Linked DNA regions of Mus musculus: regions 1, 2, 4 and 5 are each linked to region 3. A link is a contact called in public Hi-C and HiChIP or PLAC-seq data. All regions are on one chromosome and are shown on one strand. Each heading gives the region's core, a stretch centred on a gene start, on an enhancer-like site or on the middle of the called end of the contact. The rest is flanking DNA. Distances are from core to core; before and after follow the strand shown.

Region 1 (3,694 bases), core at 453-2,952, 360 kb before region 3:
AAATGAACTAAGTTATAAGAAAGTACAGACACACCCCCTCCAAAACAAAACTTCCAAGACTGTATTTTCCTGAATGAACATCAAAACTCAACAGGTAAATAAAGGATGTGGATTCCTTCTTTTCCTTGTCTTCATTTTTACTTTTCCCCTTCAGTTTTATAACATATTTATTTCCAAAGGAAAAAACCCTCAATAGTTTAAATACGAGTCCAAAAGGGTTGCTGTAGGTCAGTGGCGAGCCATGATGCTGTCTTCGGCAGCTCACCGCCTCCCCTAAGGCCTCTTCCCATGAGGAGAGAGCTCTATGTCTCTTCCCATCTACGTTCCTTAACAGCGTGAGTCTGCACTTTGTTGTGAACGTGTTACTTTTCCATTTCTACATCATGAATTTCAGTCCAAAGCCAGTCCCATAACCCTAATAATTTCTACTTGGGCCAAACTGTCTGTATCTTTCATAAAATAGAAATTTATTGAGAGCTTCTATGGGCCAATCTTGTTTCACTAATCAGCCTTTGATTCCCTTGGATGTCAAAGGGGACACATACTACACTGTTGGTACAAATTTTTGACTCTTTATGGCACTTGGTAGGAATGGAGACTGCCATCCAAGCTGGGCCAGGCCCCGGCCAGCCTGGGAACCACCTTGGGGCAGAGGAGTCAGGGCTGTGGCAGGCAGCGGACCTAGGCAGAAAGGACACATGCCACCCAGGGAATTCCTTCTTTCTTAGTAAGGATAATGCTTTGACTTAAAAAAAACATCAATTTCCTGTATCTATTTAATTTGAGGGGACAAATTTACTTCACACTACATATGCATTCAAATTGTAGGTCCTTTTTAATTTTTCATACTCAGTAACTGGCTAAGCTGTGACCCAGACCTTCCAAATTAGTTTAATGTCAGTCCTGGCTACAAGCATGCTCCCTGTCCCTAAAAGCAAACCCGGTAGACAGCCTGTATTTGTAAACCAGGTATCTTATAAGACACACTTGAGACACATCCCATTTCCCCAGATGAGTCAAGTCAGCAGCAGAAAACCTCGACTCACTTTATAAAAAGAAGGGAGGAGAAAAGGCACCTTCTCTGGTGTAAACTGGTTTAGTGGACAGGCAGTGGGTATGGAGGAGAGACAGCAGCCCTTTCCCAGGCAGGTCCCAAGAGTGTTTGGGCATGGAGAAACACTTCCAGATGTGCACACACAGATGTGGATTAAACGTAGGATAGGCAGCTTTAGAGCTAACAGGTACAGCCACAGTGTGTCATCAGTACAGGTCCACACCTCTGACAACACACAGGCTTTCTGTTGGTATACCATTGTTCTTTCTTTCTTCTTCTTTTCCCCCCAAAGCCAAACATTAGCCTTGTCAGATCGTAACAGTCTTATAAGCCTGGTGTGGCCCTCACTGCTGCAAGACTGGGACAAAGAGATGATGTTACAGTCTGGTTTCTATGGCAACGGAGGAGGGGTAATGAAAACTGAAATGCAGGAAACACCCATTCTGACTATTGTGACATAATTCAGTTTCTTACAAGGAAGTAACTATCTAAGAAGCAGAAGTATCATTACCTGGCGGCTGCTGTTCACAAAAAGCTGTGCTGTGTATTTCTCTTAGCTGGTCTGTCTGTACAGAGGAAAGAAATAACACACACACACACACACACACACACACACACACACACACACACACACACACACAGAGTCCTCGCTTTCTGCATGTAAAATGTGTGTGTGTTCTTTAGAAGCCAGCGGTTGGCTGGTTTTCCGGACATGATGTGGTTGAAGCTGTCATCGTAATGGAAATTCACTGCTGTAGCTATGGTAAATCGAGTGTTCTGCCTGTACTGAATGCATTAGTCTAATGAGATGTTTGCAGCGGCGGCGAGCTGGGCTGCTGGCGACTAGCTGTGAGGCAGGCGTAGCACACGGGTGGAAGATAGCTTGTGCCATACTCGCAGTGTGTGTGCAGGAAGTCACCTGTCTTCTAAGCCACCACTCCAGACCTCAGCAAGCAACACCCTGGTCAGGGCTCTGTGACCAAGCTGTAGGTAAGGGAGACGCATGCTGGCGGGTGTGCTGTGGTACATTGTATGGCTCCTTCTCTTTGGGCTGGCGGCACAACAGGTTACCTGCTTTAGTTTATTTGGGAGGGTTTGCATGCCTGCCTCTCTGGCAATGCACGAGTGTCTGGTGCTAAAACTACTGAGCCCGGTGGGTAAACTTCGGATCCTAACATGCAAAATATAATGTTTGATTTTTTTTAACTATATATCAAAGGGAGATTTAAAGTAAAAACACAGTTTATAACCATTTTTGACATGTATACACTTAACCTCTCTTTAAGTCTATATGTAAATATGTGCAAATTTTTTATTATTTCAAACATGAATATGGTTTTTTTCCTAATAATAATTTTGTCTTATTTTGTATTATTAATTTAAAATTTGTAGTATGGATTAGGTTACAAATATTTACCTAAAATTGATTATTAAAATTGGCTGTGATATAAGCACTCATCAAAGCATTTGTTTTCAAATTGAATTTTATTTACTTGTGTTGAATGCTGCAGATGGGATATTTCATGTGTTTTTGTTGGTTGCTGATGTACCAGTCATAGATAAGGAGAGTATTAATTGTTTGCAAGTTCCTGCTATTAGTTTTTTTAGGAGGAAATAACTAACAGGTTAGTATGGAATGTTTGGAGTTTCCCCAAGTTCAAAGACAAAGTCACCTCCTCCCCTCACACAGTCCTATGTGACCCCAAATAGCTTCCACTCATTCTGCCTGCAGCCCCGGGTGTCGTCTACAGGTTGCTCTGCGGATGGACAGGACCAGTGGGTATGGCTGCTGAGTTAGCAGTTTTCACTCATCATTGATGCGCTTGAGTCTAAGTTCTTGCCGTTATTTTCGACAATAAGCCAGAGGTGGCGGCTTGCTGTGTTGTCTTTCTAGGGTCATGACATTTCTCAAGAGGGCTAGGACCATCAGCAGCTCTCTGAGAAATGGGGCTTTGTAGCTGGGATGCTTGAAAAGTGATCCAGATGTGGTTGTTGTGTGTTCCATGTTTTTAATTCCTTTCTCAACTAAGGAACATTTTTTTTTGAAGGGTAAGAGACATAGATGTCTTTCCCTCCTCAAGACTTTTTTCTCATTAAGAACAAAACAAAACGGAATGTCTGGAGAACATGTAGAAGTATGGAGATGGCTGTAGAGGAGAAGGTGCCTGATTTAGACAGTATTTTATGGAACATTTTGTGTGCTTGTTGCTTGGTAGAAGTGGCTCAGTCGATCTGAGTAACAGCTACTGGGTGGCAATTACCTAGAAAACTAGCACTGCGTAGCATCAAAATGCAGCTAAAATGTAAACATTGATGCCCCGTGCAGAGAAGCCGCTTGGTAGCTTTACAGTCTACCTTTAAAATATAGCTGTCAACTACTATTAAAACATGAATGTGTTTCTCTCACTCTTAACATTGTGACTGTGTGTGTGTGTAGAAACCTTCTCCAAATCTGCCTGTCTGATTTGTGTCATAAGAGGAAACACAGATCCAACAAAATCCCAAATCTTAGTTGTTTTACCACATTTAAATGTCTTACCCGTGTCACCAAAATTACTTTTATTTCCTTAAAAGCTATATATGAGCAATAACGAGACAGGAAGAACGAGCGGGCAAGCTCGGCTTTCATCTGCACAGTTC
Region 2 (3,607 bases), core at 857-3,356, 300 kb after region 3:
TGACATCCCAGGAAGCGCAGACCCTGCACAAAGTGGATATCAGAGCGATACTGTGAGGAGTAAGTAAGGAGCATAGGTTTACCAAAGAGAATGAGCTAGCACATCATGTCTGCCTGTTACACTGATCTGAGTGCACCCTTAGAAAACTGAATGTACCACAGACCCAGGACAGTTTTGGAACTTGTATGCTCTCTAGCAACTTTGTGTGAATTTTTATACAAGCACTGTTTTATTAATTATATAAAATATAAAAATAGAAAAACTGGTCTCTTTAACGCTTCATTTCTTTAGGCCACTTAGAGTGTGTCTGAATTTGTCTGTCCACCTGTTTGGGGACTTCAGTGCCTGGATGTGGGGTACAGCTTGCAAGGTTTTGGTCATAGGCGAGTGGCAGAACTCACCAACTCCATCCTTCAGTGCTACTTGTATACAGAGCACAAATTGAGGCACTCTTCCATCTCCTTCCTGGCCTGGTGCCAGCCCTGCCTGTCCCAGCAGGACATCACTTCCTCGACCCCAGTATTTCCACCCTGTGTCACATGGGTTGTAGTTTCTCAAAGCTAACCTGGTAACAAAAAGATACATGTTTTCCCTCTGCTGGTTACAAATCAGCAACCTTTTAACAAGTAGCATGGTCAAGCTGGAGAGGCCCGTGGTTAGGTGCACTGGCTGCTCTTCTAGAGGACCCAGGTTCAATCCTCAGCTCGACACCATCTGTAATTCCAGTTCCAGGAGATCCAGCACCCTCTTCTGACCTACTTGACTACCACATACACATATGGTAGGGCATACACATACATGCAGGCCAAACACCCATTAAAATGTAAGGCATGGGGGGGGAGGCGTTGAATTAAGTGCAATCTTCTACTGCATGCATTTTTCTGCTTTGTAACAAGCTGTCTTTGGGTTTCCATTGCTGTGAAATGACACCATGGCCAAGAACTTTTAAGGACAACATTGGGCTGGCTTACGGGTTCAGAGGTTCGGTCCATTATTAATCAAGGCAGGGGGATGGCAGCATCCAGGTAGACACAGTTCTGGAGGAGCTGAGAGTTCTACATCTTCATCCAAAGGAAGTCAGGAGCAGACTTTCCTAGGTGGCTAGGAGGAGGGTCTCAAAGCCCACCCCCACAGCCACACACTCCAACAAGGCCACACTGCCTCATAGTGCCATTCCCTGGGCCAGGCGTATTCCAACCACTTCACAGCCTTAGTTTAGAGAGGTTGTCTTGGCCGGTGGGAAGAGGCAGGTTCTTTATAAGTTAGCATCAGGATGGCTTGGGGAGGGGGCGTTGTTTGGTTTGGTTTTTGTATTTTTGAGACAGATTGAGTGGCCTGGAATGCACTAGATCAGTCTGGCTTCAAATTCAGATCCTCCTGACCAGGTACTAGGATTGATATGTGCGCCACTGGGGCTACAGAGCTAGCTCAGCAGTGAAGAGCACTGGCTGCTCTTCCAGAGGATCCATCCAATGCCCTCTTCTGACCTCTATGGACACACATGATGAATGGATGGATGGATGGATTTCTTTTTTTTAAGATGTGCACCACCACTTTACTGGTTTTATTGAGACAAGGTCTTACATACAGCAGAGGGTAAGCTTAAACTGACTCCACCTCCAGGACTCCAGGACTACAAGCTCAATTTAAATTTTTAATTGGCTTAATTTTCATTTCTAGACTTGAAAATTTTGTTTCAAAAAATAGGATAAGAGGAAGTCGGGTTTTATAGTCAGGGAAAGGCTGACGAGAGCGGAAGCCAGGGAAGACTGAGCACGCTGAGCGAGGACCTTGGCTTGGTGGCTCTGTCTGTTATCCAAGCGTTTGGGAAGCAAAGGCCAGAGTGCTGCTTAGAGGCTAAGGTCTCAGATGACAAGGGGATGAATGCAGTAAGAGGCCCTGCTGCCTCCACTCAGCAGATGTCTTTGGATGGCCAGAGCTCCTGGGCCTGCTCCATAGCTCTGACTAGTCCTGCCCCCATGAGTTACTAGTTAAGCAGCCCATTGCAACCTGGCGGGAAGGTCCTGACTTAGCACAGACCTGACAGGTCTTGCCTGAAGCTGATTTGCAAGATGTGCGTGGGTGGGGCCAGATTGGACCTTGGCTGCTCCCTGTGCAGAAGGCAGCCAAGCTGCTGCAGGTATTAATGAAACTGGGCCCTGGCCTGAGGCACAGCCGCAGGACTACGGGCTTTCCTGACCCCCCTGATCCTCACAGGCAGCAATGATGTGGGTAAACACACTGAGCACTGACAGGGAGTCAGTGTGTGCTATTTCTGCTGCAAGGCATAAGGAGTTTCCATCCTTGGTTTTGACAAGCTGAAGTCTTGGTGCCAACAGAGATGATGCACTCCCGTATGCATAAGGCCTGTGGCCGTCAGTGGTAATACATTGCTCAAAGTTGGCATTTCAACCTTTGATTTCTCTGCTTCAGAATCAAGAACTAAGAGATTTTCCCTAGGACAGGGTTTCTTTATGTAGCCCTGGCTGTCCTAGAACTCCCTCTGTGGACTAGGCTGGCCTCGATTGCAGAGATCTGCCTGCCTTTGCCTCCTGAGTGTTGAGATTAATGGTGTGTGCCACCACTGCCCAGTGCCCCCCACCCCAATGTTGATAGGTTATATATTGTTTAATAGTGACTTTGATTTCAGAAACAAGTAATGCCTCTCTTTAAGAACCTCGAAAGAACACGTTCATTTTAGAAAACTCTTGTTTGCCCTGGCTGCAATCTTTCTCTTGTCTGACTTGGGGAGATAGTCTCAGTGTTGGTGCTTGCCAGTAATCCTAATACTTGGGAGGCTGAGGCCAGGGATCATGAGTCAGAAAGTTAAAAGGGGCAGAGGGCTGCTGGGAGCTAGAGATTATACTGGCAACAAATGAGAAAGCTGGCTCATGCCAGGGAGGTGGAGTAAGGTAATGAGTCTTGAAGTAGTGCCCACGGGAAGGCAGCCAACAGAACCATTGTAATGGAGAAAGCAAGAGTGTTACCTGTGGGAAATAGCCTGGGACGGTGTGCCTCTGAAAGAAAGCTGGAGAAATGTGGGACGATGCACTTTGAGGCAACAGTGTGAGGCAATGGATTAGACAGAACTCAAGACACAGCAAGGGAAAGAGCATGCGATGAGATCTATAATAAAGCTATAAAATAACTTTAAGCAAAACAGTGAAATGCATTCCACAAAAATGCATACAGGCAAAATGATACCTTGTCCGAGTAGGAGAAGATGAGTTGGAAATGTGTAGCGAAGTTGGGGGGTGGGGGGAAGAGGGCCTCAGAAGGACCGAGTGAGGGGACCGTGGGCCAAGGTGCTTCATAAGGAAAACCTCTCATGGGTGTTGGTAAATGTTTAACAGCTGTTGCTCTGGGGGGGGGGGGGGGGAGGGGTAACGAACCCTGATCTGCAGCGTTTGCTGATTTCCAAGAGCCACTCTGGAGCTATCGAGCAGTTCGCAAGCTGCTCGCGTCCTGGGAACACAGTGTTCCAGTCGTGCTCCCTGGAGATCATGCAGTTGGGAATTCTCTGACTGTAAAGCGGACCTTCACAGAGCCACGGTAAGGCGGGGTTCCTTTTTTGTTGTTGTTGTTGTTTTTGGTTTTGTTTTGGTTT
Region 3 (3,881 bases), core at 184-2,683:
GCACTCAAAGGGAGTTTGCCGCTAAACCTTCTGTGGCTAAAAGCATCTTGTGTGAACAATTTCTCTTTGTTTTTCTAGTTCATTTACATAATGTGAGCTTAAAAAATACCAACTATGAATTTTGAAAGCTCACATGAATTTTAAAAACCATTCCTGAGTGTAAAATGTAGGTAACAAGTCGTTTATTATTTTTATATTACTGATCTTAATGTTACTTTTTTCTTCCCAAGGGATTGAATTTAAGGTTTTGTAATTTTTAATTTTTTTATGATTAACAAGGACTTCAACACTTGTTTTGTCTAATTAGAAAGGGCAAGATGCTAGACGTGCTTGAATAGGTGGCACCCGAAGAGCAGAGTGGCCCTCTGGCCCTCGTCTGTAATCCCAGGACTTGAGAGGTGGATGGGGTCAAGAAGTTACAGGTCAGTTTGCTACACAGTAAGAAGTCTCAGGCCACTGTGGCCTAGGGGAAAAAAAAAACGTTCCATCCAACACTGAAAGCGTCGTCACACTGACAATTTTACTTTAGCAATGAGAAAGAATTTTTGGTAACATATTACTTAATGTTGTGGTTAAGAGTATGTATTCAAATAACCAAATTGTTAGGTCGGGTATGTGGTTCCGAAGTAGAGCACTAGCCTAGCATTACTGCATGAGGCCTGGCCTCTATCCCTAGTACCCAAAGGAGAGGAGAAAAAAAGATACCAGATCCTCTAGGTTCACATTTTGCTTAATGTGACCATAACAACTTACAATTTGGCTGTGCCTCATTCCGTTCCCCCCCATCCCCCCTAAAATCCGGGGAATAGTATTATCTTTAAAACTCAACAAAAGATTAAGTGAGCTAATATGTGAAATGCACTCATGCCAGTGAATTTTCAGTCCCGGAGCAAGCGACGTTTCATTCCATTCTCACAGCATCCTTATTTTCTGGATTTTTCACAGAAATCCTGGCACTTCGGCCAGGAAGCTGAGGGAAGCAGGGCTCAGCCTCACCGATCCACTTGCGTTCCAGCTCTGGGGGGGCCGCGGAGGAGACGTCGTCGCCCAGCTAGCGGGGCCGCCCTCCCGGGTCCGCGGCCCCCACCAAGGGCCTAAGGCGCCCAGGAGCAAAAGGCTTCCGGACGAGCCTGCGCCACGGGCCTACGATCTCGCCGCGGACCCACGATACAGACATTTATTTACATAAGCTTCACTCTGCGTTGGGCCGGGAGAAACGCTGCAGAGACCCCGAGAGCGCCTAGATCCAGGGCTAGCGGGGTGCCAAAGGGCGGACACCGACGTCCTGGGGCACAGGCTCCCTTCCATCTCTCGCCTTCCGGTCATCACTGAGGGTCCGCCCCTTAGTGGGGAGGTCCCAGCTGTGCCGTAAAGTAAAGAGCACTCTTTGCCGCTCATCAGCCCGCCCCTATCTTTACGGCAGGCCGCATTTCATGCCTCCAACATGGCGCCCCCCATGTAGGCACTGGCTGTGGTTACCAGCGCAGGTATCCAGTGCAGTTCTGAGCAGCCGCTGGGGTTACGCCAGTCTGCGCTGCAGAAGCAGCAAACGTTATTCCTGGTTACGGCTCCAGAAAGCCATACTTCTCTGAGGGTTTGGAATCGCCGTCTCCTGTTAGATTCTGAAAGTTTCTCCTCAGCCCTTGTTTGCTTCCCGTGTCATTTCTGGCCACCTTCCTCAGGTCCCCGACCCTCTCAGACTCAAAACTATGAGCCTCCGGCAGCTGCTGTTGCGCTTGTCCGGTTACCTCGGGGCTTCAGGTCCCCCCAGTCGCCACTGGTGGTACTTCAGATCCCTCGACAGCATCTCCTCGGCGGGCTCCTGGCGCGGGCGCTCCTCCAGGTCACCGGCCCATTGGAACCAGGTGGTGTCCGAGGCGGAGAAGATCGTGGGCTACCCCGCATCCTTCATGAGCCTGCGCTGCCTGCTGAGCGACGAGCTCAGCAATATCGCCATGCAGGTGCGGAAGCTGGTGGGGACGGGACACCCTCTGCTTACCACTGCCAGGTGAGCGACCCATGGTAACTCTGGGTCTGGCCAGTTCCTTGATTCTAACTTTCTTTTGAACTTTTAAGGTATTCTTTGGTGTCCCTTTAACATTCTTCTACTTGGCCCAGGATAAATGGTTTTCGTAAAAGAAAAACTTGAACGTGTTTTACAGTTTCTCTTCACTTTTAGAGATGCAGATGCTTCATGGCTTGTCAAGGTATCAGAGATGTATACTTATTTAGTCACAGTCAAGAAGTGGTATTTTAAAAATGGAATAGAGCCGGGCAATGGTGGTGCATGCCTTTAATCCCAGAGCTTGGGAGGCAAAGGCAGTGCGATCTCTGAGTTCAAGGCCAGCCTGGTCTACAGAGCAAGTTAAGCTGTTTACCTACAGAAAGATTAAGACAAGAGAGACAGGCAGAATAGACAGCTCCGGGCAGTGGTGGCGCACGCCTTTAATCCCAGCACTTGGGAGGCAGAGGCAGGCGGATTTCTGAGTTCGAGGACAGCCAGGGCTACACAGAGAAACCCTGTTTCAAAAAACAAACAAACAAAAAAACCCCCAAATATCCAGGTATTGGACTATCTAGATTGAAGTCAGTTTCCTCTGACGCTTTTACCACTTAATGCCAGACTAGTGTTAAACTTGTCACTAGGGTTTAAAAAAAAATTTATCACTTAAAAAACAACTCATACCTCATGTTTCGTAGTTTATTTCAAGCACACAGAAAAGTTATGAGAATAAAACTAGTACAAAGAGGATTAGGGGAGATGTCTTTGCCAAAGTACTTGTTGAACAAGTCCTACAACCTGGTTTGGATCGCCAGCAACAAAAGTGGAGGTTTTTCATACCAGTACTGAGGATGTGAAAACTGGAGATCTCTGCAGTGTGATGGACATTTCGTCTAGCTAAACCAGCAAATTCAGTGCTAAACAAGAAACTCCTTCTCAAACTCAAAAGTGAAAAAGCAAACAAGAGCTGGACAAAAAGATGGCAGGTGGGCTTATGAATGTTCAAAACCACTAGCCATAGGAGAATTGCAGATTTACATTACTATGAGATCTGTCACAAAGTTAAGAGGAATGAAATACAGATTTACAGAAGGACATCCTGGTGAAGAAACAGAAAAACTAAATTTGGCATGTATGTAAATCAGTATGGCCAATCTGGAAAATGGAAATTTCTTATAAGATTAAATTAAATAAGATTAAATTATACATCTTACCATCATACTCATAAACATTTATCCTAAAGAAATAATTAAAAAAAAAACACCTTGTCTATATCAGAATCTATACAGGGGTGTTTATAGTGTTGAAAGTTGGCTGTAAATTTGCCAAAGTCTTGACAGCAAAATGTTGATAATTAAGAGAATGATACTCAGCGTGGGTATTTGGGATAGCCCCAACCTGACCAACTCAAACGTCATTTATTGGTCAATGGTTGATCAAACTGTGATATATCCATAACCATAAAGCTCTATTTGGTGGAGCTGAAGAGATGTCTCAGTCATTAAATTGCCTACTGTGCAAGCTTGAGGGCCTGAGTTTAGATTCCAAGTACTGACAAAAAAGCTGGTTGCCAAGAAAGTGTGTGCAAGTGGGTTTTGTAGCCCAAGTATTAGGGTGCAATGTGGAAACAGGCTGTGCCTTTGAGCCCATTGGCCAGCCAGCCTACATAATTAATGAGTTCAATGAGAGACCTTGTCTCAAAATATAAGATGGAGCAAGATAAAGAAAATACTCTTGCCTCACATGTATACACACTTGTTAAAACCTGCATGTGTTCTCTCAAATACAAATGCAATTTGATTTTTTTTTTAAAAAAATTGATATCACTGTGTACACCTGAATGAGTCCTAAAGGGGTTATGCAAAGTGAAGAGTTTTTA
Region 4 (3,680 bases), core at 998-3,497, 270 kb before region 3:
CCAAACCGCTTCAGGATCTCTGGTCTGTGCTTGCAGGGTTTCTTGGGGTTCTTTGTGATATGGAAGGGGATGGAGAAGAGTGTGAGGTGGACAGGACTCCAGCCCTGCTGTAACTCTTTATCAAGCATATTTGCATTCCTTGAAACAATCTGCCTAGCTACCAGTCCTTAGAAAGCATGGTGGCTCAGCATGCTGAACTGAGTGGTATAATAGGAGCCTACCTGCCAGCCCGCAGCTCCCTGCTGTTGGGTCCTTCTCGCTCCCCCACCCCCACCCCACCCAGGTCTCTATTCAAACCTTCCCTTTCTCAGAGGACTGCTTGGTGTGCCTCTGAAGTTACATCCCAGGTGAGAACCACTGGCACCCAGAAACTTCTGGCACCCAGAAACTTTCTCTTTAGTGTGTTTGACCCAATTCATAAATTCTGGAAGAAACCTAGAACTGGATTTTCTCCCCATGTACTAACCACAATGGTTTAAAACCACAGAGTCTGGAAAGCTACCCCAGGCTGCAGGCAGGAGGGCGGGGGGGGGGGGGGAGGGGGGGGCGTGCAGAGTTCTCAGCTGCCTTTCCCTCCACTGTGAATCCTTCCCTTCCCGCTGCCCCAGCAGGAGCTGGTGCCTGGGCTGCAGCAGGGCAAGAGATTCCCTGAGGTTTGCTGATGTTCAGGTGAACTTTTGGGAGCGTCTGTTTCTCATCTGAGATACACTCAGCCAGAGCTATGAAAGGTTTCCGACAACAAAGCTTCCTGCGCGTGCTATAGAATTCCCAACCACAGGCATTTTCAAGAGGTAGACGCAAAAGCAAAATACATTGTTGTTACAGCTCAAAAGTTTCCTGTGGGCTGCAGTCGGTTTCGTGGGCTATGGTGTCAGTACCGGAGACAATTCTGCTAGAGAAAGCGTGGGGATGGGGGCCTCATATGAGGGCTGGGATCTGCAGAGGGGAGAAAGGGCTTCTTCATTGTGGGGAGACAGGAGAGGGGGCCGGGATGATGCAGGCGACCAGTGAATGGTTTGGGGGTGTCCATGTCAGGCTGGTGGGGCTTTGGTTATAGTGATTGTAAACCACACATTTCTGAGCCCTTAGGGGATGAGCCGCCCGCTGGTGGTGGGATTTAGGGAACTAAAACTACTGGATATTTATTGAACACCATAGAAGTACACTGCCTAGCTTTGGAGCTAACTCTGACCTTTACAACCTTGTCCTGTTTGATCCTTGCTGCTTTTACTTGTAGACAACTAGAGACTGGGGTGTTCTGGTCTGCAGATGTCCACTGAGTACTTCAGCAGGGCTTTTTCCTCAGCAGGGCTCTTCTCAGGGCTGAGGGTGGAGCTGTGAACAAGGCAGAAGGATCCCATTCCAGAGAGACCTCAGGACGTTACTGTGATTACTGTTGGAGGTGGAAAAGTGTGGCCTGTGTGACGGGGCTGGAAGGGGAGGGGCTGGAAGGGGAGGGGCTGCAGGACAGTGCTGGAAGGGGAGGGGCTGCGGGACAGTGCTGGAAGGGGAGGGGCTGCGGGACAGTGCTGGAAGGGAGGGGCTGGAAGGGGAGGGGCTGCGGGACAGTGCTGGAAGGGGAGGGGCTGCAGGACAGTGTTGGAGGGGAGGGGCTGCGGGACAGTGCTGGAAGGGGAGGGGCTGAGCGACCTCCTCATCCTGGGAGTCAGGAAAGGCTCCAGTGTCCTGAAATGGGATCTACTGAAATGAGATTTGACATTTGAGCGTTTTGAAGGACAGGTGTTTAGAGGCTCCTGGTGGAGATCACATTGCTTCATGGGAAGCAGGTCGGGGCTAACAGTGTCAGTTTCTGGCTGAGAAGGAATGCAGCCCAACCTGGCTTGCTGGCCCCTAGGGACATCTTCTGTCCTGTTGGCAGGTCAGCTTGTCTTGAAGGATTAATAAAAAACAAAACAAATAGACAAAAAAAATCTGATTAGAATCTAAGGAAGGATCAGGGTTTTTCCTCTCTGGTCTCTGTCGCCTCGTAGTATCTTAAAAGCTGGAACTGAAAGAATGTAAAACAACTCGGTTTCAAAACAGATTAGACTGCTTAGACTGTGATGTGGGCTAGCCTGGGCACCTCACACTCTGCATAGCCTTGGACACACACCTGAGGCCTTCAGAAGTGTTACTTATTGTCAGCAGTCTGCACAGCAGTCTGTGCACTGGGTCATGTGGTGCCTGAGGTTGGAGGGAACACACACACACATACACACCACACTCTGGAGAAGTGCACAGCTGTAGGAGGTAGGAATTTCTGACTCCTGACTCATCCTGGCTTACCACTCCCTTGTTCTACTCTCCCACTCTGTTAGCTAAAGTTTCTCCTGAATTATGAATGAGCGAAAGGCAATTATGTGTGTGCTCGTGGGGATGCGTGAGAGGGAAAGAGATTTGCAGATGTGGTCTGAGCACCATGCTTCAGAAGGCGCCAGCGGGATTGCTTTTCAGCACGGAGTCAGTCGGTGGTCTCTTTTTCTGCTAACTGTGAATTCACCTTCAGGAGCAACAAGATTTAATTATGTACCCATTCACCACCGGGTCTCACTTTTCACGGTTTAACAGCCCACGGGGAGCAACATGACCAAGCACAGCTTCCCTAGTGCTGTGGACGGCGAGTGCTTTGCACGCTCCGTCCGCACAGGAGCAAGACTTGTTCAATACATCCAATCTCGTTCATCTGTCATGTCTGCCTGCAGCCCCTTCCTGTATTGGACTGGACCCATCTGTCTTCCTGACACCTTCCTCAGCAGCTGGCTGGAGCGGGGAGCCAGTGGTGTGTTGACTTTTCTCTGTGAGCACACACCTGCACCAGCTTTGCAAACCCACCGCTGGAACGTTCCATTGCCCTTCTCTGGAGCAAATGTACATGCTTTGGACCAGGAGCAACTGCCGAGGTGTGACTTAGCTTACCAGCTGCCCTGCCTAGTGTGACTGAAAGGCCCCTCAGAAACACCCATGAGCCAGTCTGGCTGTTCTTCCACCATCCTGTAAAAGGGGAAATGCCCACAGCTGGTACCAAGTCCCAAGCACAGATAGTACTTGCCTCAGTGCTCCAAGAGTCTTTACAGCCATCACTGAGAACACTCTCCTCAAAGATGACCAGGAGCCCTCTCTTGTGCTGTAGTCAGCGTCTGCTGTTCCTGACCTCGCTCAAAGGGCGGCCTGACCCTGGGCAGGATCTTATCAGTGGGCCGGACTTCCCCTCCTTCCTGCCAAGTATAGGAAATTAGATTTGACCTCCACTCTCATCCCTGCAGAATCATTCTTGGACTAAAGACTTCCCGCCTTTGTAGTCCGGACATCTATTACCACCCTGATTAACAGCCATGCTCCTGTGGGCGGGCCTCGAAGACAGATGTGATTTCTGTGCTTCTTCAGCCCCACGTTGAGTGCAGATGTCTTTAAATGGACTAAAAATCATCTTTCACTAGTGGGCATCCATGTTCCAAAAGCTCCAGTTCCTCAGTGAGATGCCTGGTGCCACACCACCTCATAGGACCCTTCCATGTCCAACAAGGAAAAAAATCAGGGAAAAACAAAGCAAAACTCAAATGAAATCTAGTTCTCAACTAGGACAAGTGCAGACATGAATCTTCCCAGGTCTATCAAGAGCAGGAAGGGGAGCACAGACGAAAACTGTTGTCTTAAGACTTAGGGAAGGTTGACAGGCACCG
Region 5 (3,622 bases), core at 774-3,273, 380 kb before region 3:
TCATGTGTCTGTTGCATTACTTCTCACAGTGACCTGAACAGGATGCCTGTTTGTCCCCATGGGGCAACAGCAGACCAAAGAAATTATTCCATCTAAGTCTGGCTTTGCGAACCACTGAGTTTTTTGTTTGTTTGTTTGTTTTGTTTTGTTTTGGGAGGGGGCACTTATAGGAACATGCATGAAGGGTGACATACAGAAGCGAGGACGACTTGGGTGGTTGCATTTCCCTCAAAGCCCACCTGGTACAGGTGAGGACGGATGAAAGTTGTGTCCTTGGAGGGTCCTGCACAACTTGTAGGCAGCTGTCTCCCCAAGAGCCCCCCACTATCTACTGCTTATGTAGCCTCAGCCCTGTGAGCCCCATACATTCCTTGAGTGTCCTGAACGTCCCCCTCTCTCCAGGGGCGGAGGAATGTATCATTTCACACAACAATCCCTCTCTTCCCCCCTCATACACGTCCGTGGGCAGAGGCTGGTTAAAGCACAGGCTCGCAGCACTCCACATGTTCACCACAGCACATGTAAACTGCTTCAAGTCCAAGGCCTGCCTGGGTTACAGTGTGAGACCATTTCTGAAAATAAAAACGGCAGGAATAGTGACACATGCCTTTGATCCCAACACTTGGGCAGATCTCTGAGTTCAAAGCCAGACAGGACTACACAGAGAAACCCTGTCTCCAAAACCCCCCAAAAGATCACAGATCCTATCATATACAAAACACATGAAATACAGCTAGTCTGGAATATCCTTGATAGCCTGGCAGTCTGGAGCCCCAGGAGAGTGGCTCTTCAGTCTGGAGTCAAAAGGCATCTAATGGCAGGATTCCTTCCTCAGGAAAGAATGAGCCACTTCCTTAAGGCGTTCACCTGATTGGATGAGGCCAGGAAGGTGGGTAATCTGCTTGACTTGATCTAGTGGTTTAAACATCATTGCCCTTAAAAACCAAAACAAACAAACAAACAAAAACAAAAACAAACAAAAAGCCCCACCTCATAGCAACATCTCAGAAGCATTTGGGTAAAATCCAGACAGATAATCATAGCAAAACTGACGAAGAAAATCAGTCCCGTGAACACAGTGCTGGCTGCCTCCGCCCTTTAACAGCCTGGGGCACAGGAGGAGCTGAGGCAACTCTGGCTTCGCACTCAGGACACCTCCTACTGGAGGGCTGCTTGGTCTAGAGACTTATGGAAGGGCCATGAGGCTGAAGCTGCTGACGTCAACTGAGAGCGCAGGTTTCCGTCCTTTTGTTTGAGTCAGCAAGCCGAGCTGGGAAGTGCTGCGCTCGGGGGATGAGGAAGACATTCTCGGTGTACAGTCTTTTACTTGCACCTTAATTTTTTTTCACCTGATGTATATATTTTGCCTGTGAGATAGTGAGCCACGTGGTGTAATGCCCACGGAGGCCAGAAGAGGGTGCTGTGGCCCGGCTCCACCTGGAATTGGAGTTACAGACAGTTGTGGGCTGGGAACGGAACCAGATCCTCTGAAAGAGCAGTGAGTGCTCTTAACTGCTGGGCTGTCACTCTCGTCCTGTTTACACCTTTCAAACAAGCTCTATATTTGAGATGTCAATGACAGAAACCTCATGTGAGCTGAATATGCTTTACCACTGGCTACCTCCCCACCACTTAAGCCTATTTGAAGAGACAGAACCATCCTGTTCCGCCCAGGGGGTCATGTGGTGGGGTCTGAAGACACTAACTAGGCTGCCTTGACCTCACTAGAGCAGACTTCATTTGGCAAAGATGTCCTTAGACAAGGTTGTAATCTCTCCTGGGACATCCAGCCAGAGGCTTCATTTGCAGCAGGAACTGAGGACAGGGCAGATGCCGTGAGCAACTTGCGGTGGTAGTCACTGCAAAGTGACACTGAAAGTGATACTTTCAGATCAGTGGCCACTGAGGAAGCACTGTTCCCTGGGGACCCCCCTCTCCCTTGCTGGATTTTGGGATCAGGAACGCGTACATGCTTGACTAGCTATGGCCGCCAGGGGGCGCGAGGTAGCTGAGGAGGGTTGCTGGATGCTCAGGGTACCTGGCCCATGCCCTGAGTCCCACAGTGCTGTCCTCTATTTCCAGGACTCCTCCCAGCTATGTTCCTGCGGCAGCCCCTCTGGAGTTCAGGGTGGCTTGACCCATCTAGTTTTACAGGGCTGGTTCCGACTATCTCCCACCCTAGAGCCAGCTGCTTCTTCAAGGCTCTCTGGGAGCTGATGACAGTCGCTGTTCCTTCTCTTTTCGGCTGAGGTGGATAGCGCCAACCTCGTCCTCCTAAGGTGGGAGTGGACAGCTACCTTCACAGCTTCTGAAGAGCAGGGCCTTGGGGCCCTGGAGAAGGACTCAAAGGTCACCTGGCCATGCTGCAAATTCTATCCTTACAGGCACCCCATCACACTTATCTACAGCTCTGTCTAGAACTTACTGTGCGACGAAGATTAAGGTTTTACAAAAGGATACTCAATTAAATGTGAATTTCAGATAAACAACAAATTAATTTTTGTCATGTATATCCCATGAAGTATCTGAGACATATAATAACACAAAAAGAAATTCCTTATTTTTCTGATAAGCAAATTCAACTTTGAATCCACTGTTTTTTTGTTGGTTTTTTGTTTGTTTGTTTGTTTGTTTTTGTTTTTCCTGGATAGGAATGAGTTTTGGTGGAGGCAGGCAGGGAAGGGTTGGGGCTGAGGCAAAGTAGGCATGAAGGCTTGTAAGTTTTCTTAAAAGCCTTCTCTCTGTTACAGGAAGCTGTGGTACAGCTCTGCCCTGTGGCATTGGCTCCTCTCACATCGCCAACTCTTTCACTGATTAAAAGGAAGAGAAAAGAAACGAACCATCTTAATTATTTTAATCAGCAAAAATTGTGGCTCTTGATGCCTATGGCCTGTTTCCTTCTTGGGGACCTTAATAATTTGTATAATAACGTTTTAATTGTGCAAATCTGTGTTTTGCTATTTCAGGGCATTTGCTTCTGCACTGGGCTCTGAGCCACACAGGAACTGTCCCACTGGGCAGGAATATGACTGTCCTCATTTCACCTCTACCAGCCCTGAGCCAAGAGCCTTCTGGGAACTTCACATCTGGACACTGAGTTCACACCCAGTGAGTGGTGCACAGAACTCTGTGTCCATTACATGGCATTTGGGACAGACTCAGCCCAGTGTAATGGGGCAGATCTCTTCAAGGATCCCAGTAACACTGGTTGCCCTGTGCATAGCTCCTCTCTCACCCCTCTGTAGGGTCCCATCTGAGATGAGACTGGCTCTGCCATAGATACTTGCTTCTGTGGTCACGACCTTCATGCAAGTTCGTTTCATGTCAAATTTATATAAGATACACTGGAATTTGGGGAGAGAAAAACCTCAGGTGAGAAAGTACACCTAACAGATGGGCCTGTGGGGAAGGCTGCGACTCCTTTTTGTGTTTTTCTTTTGATAAATGACTGTTGTGAGAGAGCCCAGCCCATTGTGGGTGGTACCACCCTTGGGCTGGTGGTCCTGGGTTCTATAAGAAAGCAGGTTGAGCAAGCCACAGGGAGCAAGCCAGTAAGCAGCATCCTGCCATGTCCTCTGTATCAGCTCCTGCCTCCAGGTTCCTGCCCTGATTTCCCTCAGAG

The links. A called contact is a pair of places that touch in the nucleus more often than the background predicts. HiChIP or PLAC-seq counts read pairs in DNA pulled down with a chosen protein or histone mark.
Region 1: a Hi-C map of muscle stem cells shows a contact between it and region 3, with 2.5 times the contacts expected there. The contact joins the promoter of Scml4 here to the promoter of Pdss2 in region 3. A contact is called at or near these places in 2 of 484 Hi-C or Micro-C datasets (cerebral cortex and muscle stem cells), 3 of 115 datasets of contacts at active chromatin or transcription factors (effector CD8 T cells, embryonic stem cells and memory CD8 T cells) and 1 of 9 other capture datasets (adipose tissue).
Region 2: an H3K27ac HiChIP or PLAC-seq map of differentiating embryonic stem cells shows a contact between it and region 3, with 2.3 times the contacts expected there. The contact joins the enhancer-like site here to the promoter of Pdss2 in region 3. A contact is called at or near these places in 2 of 39 promoter capture datasets (3T3-L1-derived adipocytes and frontonasal cranial neural crest), 1 of 15 datasets of contacts at CTCF or cohesin (the NIH/3T3 cell line), 3 of 115 datasets of contacts at active chromatin or transcription factors (bone marrow-derived macrophages, differentiating embryonic stem cells and embryonic stem cells) and 1 of 9 other capture datasets (pancreatic islet).
Region 4: an H3K4me3 HiChIP or PLAC-seq map of craniofacial prominence shows a contact between it and region 3, with 4 times the contacts expected there. The contact joins the enhancer-like site here to the promoter of Pdss2 in region 3. A contact is called at or near these places in 7 of 39 promoter capture datasets (the 3T3-L1 cell line, 3T3-L1-derived adipocytes, cranial neural crest and 3 more), 8 of 484 Hi-C or Micro-C datasets (cerebral cortex, cortical neurons, embryonic fibroblasts and 3 more) and 23 of 115 datasets of contacts at active chromatin or transcription factors (the SCID.adh cell line, acute myeloid leukemia, astrocytes and 15 more).
Region 5: a contact with region 3 is called in a Hi-C map of muscle stem cells, with 4 times the contacts expected there. The contact joins the enhancer-like site here to the promoter of Pdss2 in region 3. A contact is called at or near these places in 4 of 484 Hi-C or Micro-C datasets (muscle stem cells, myocytes, nephron progenitors and 1 more) and 4 of 115 datasets of contacts at active chromatin or transcription factors (the SCID.adh cell line, embryonic forebrain and embryonic stem cells).

What each region holds. Positions count from the first base shown.
Region 1 is chr10:42,858,810-42,862,503 of GRCm38.p6, forward strand. It overlaps Scml4 (Scm polycomb group protein like 4), which reads left to right and starts at 1,703. Exons shown (of 9, transcript NM_172938.3): 1 at 1,703-2,044. Gm34006 (a long non-coding RNA gene) reads right to left here. Exons shown (of 3, transcript XR_380280.4): 3 at 3,597-3,694.
Region 2 is chr10:43,515,150-43,518,756 of GRCm38.p6, forward strand. Bend3 (BEN domain containing 3) reads left to right here. Exons shown (of 4, transcript NM_199028.2): 4 at 1-268. Among named protein-coding and RNA genes, the nearest start is that of Mtres1, 24 kb to the right of the region's middle. Within about 2 kb of position 2,107, at least 52 of the 459 cell types and tissues checked have an H3K27ac peak or open chromatin away from gene starts, as enhancers often do. A contact at or near this core is called in differentiating embryonic stem cells and pancreatic islet, where this site is marked.
Region 3 is chr10:43,220,053-43,223,933 of GRCm38.p6, forward strand. It overlaps Pdss2 (prenyl (solanesyl) diphosphate synthase, subunit 2), which reads left to right and starts at 1,434. Exons shown (of 8, transcript NM_027772.2): 1 at 1,434-2,008. The coding sequence starts at 1,710.
Region 4 is chr10:42,948,989-42,952,668 of GRCm38.p6, forward strand. The region is part of intron 7 of Scml4 (Scm polycomb group protein like 4); the gene reads left to right. Among named protein-coding and RNA genes, the nearest start is that of Gm5079, 40 kb to the right of the region's middle. Within about 2 kb of position 2,248, at least 110 of the 459 cell types and tissues checked have an H3K27ac peak or open chromatin away from gene starts, as enhancers often do. A contact at or near this core is called in craniofacial prominence, embryonic fibroblasts, embryonic limb bud and 2 more, where this site is marked.
Region 5 is chr10:42,840,553-42,844,174 of GRCm38.p6, forward strand. No RefSeq gene overlaps it. Among named protein-coding and RNA genes, the nearest start is that of Scml4, 18 kb to the right of the region's middle. Within about 2 kb of position 2,024, at least 47 of the 459 cell types and tissues checked have an H3K27ac peak or open chromatin away from gene starts, as enhancers often do. A contact at or near this core is called in the SCID.adh cell line and muscle stem cells, where this site is marked.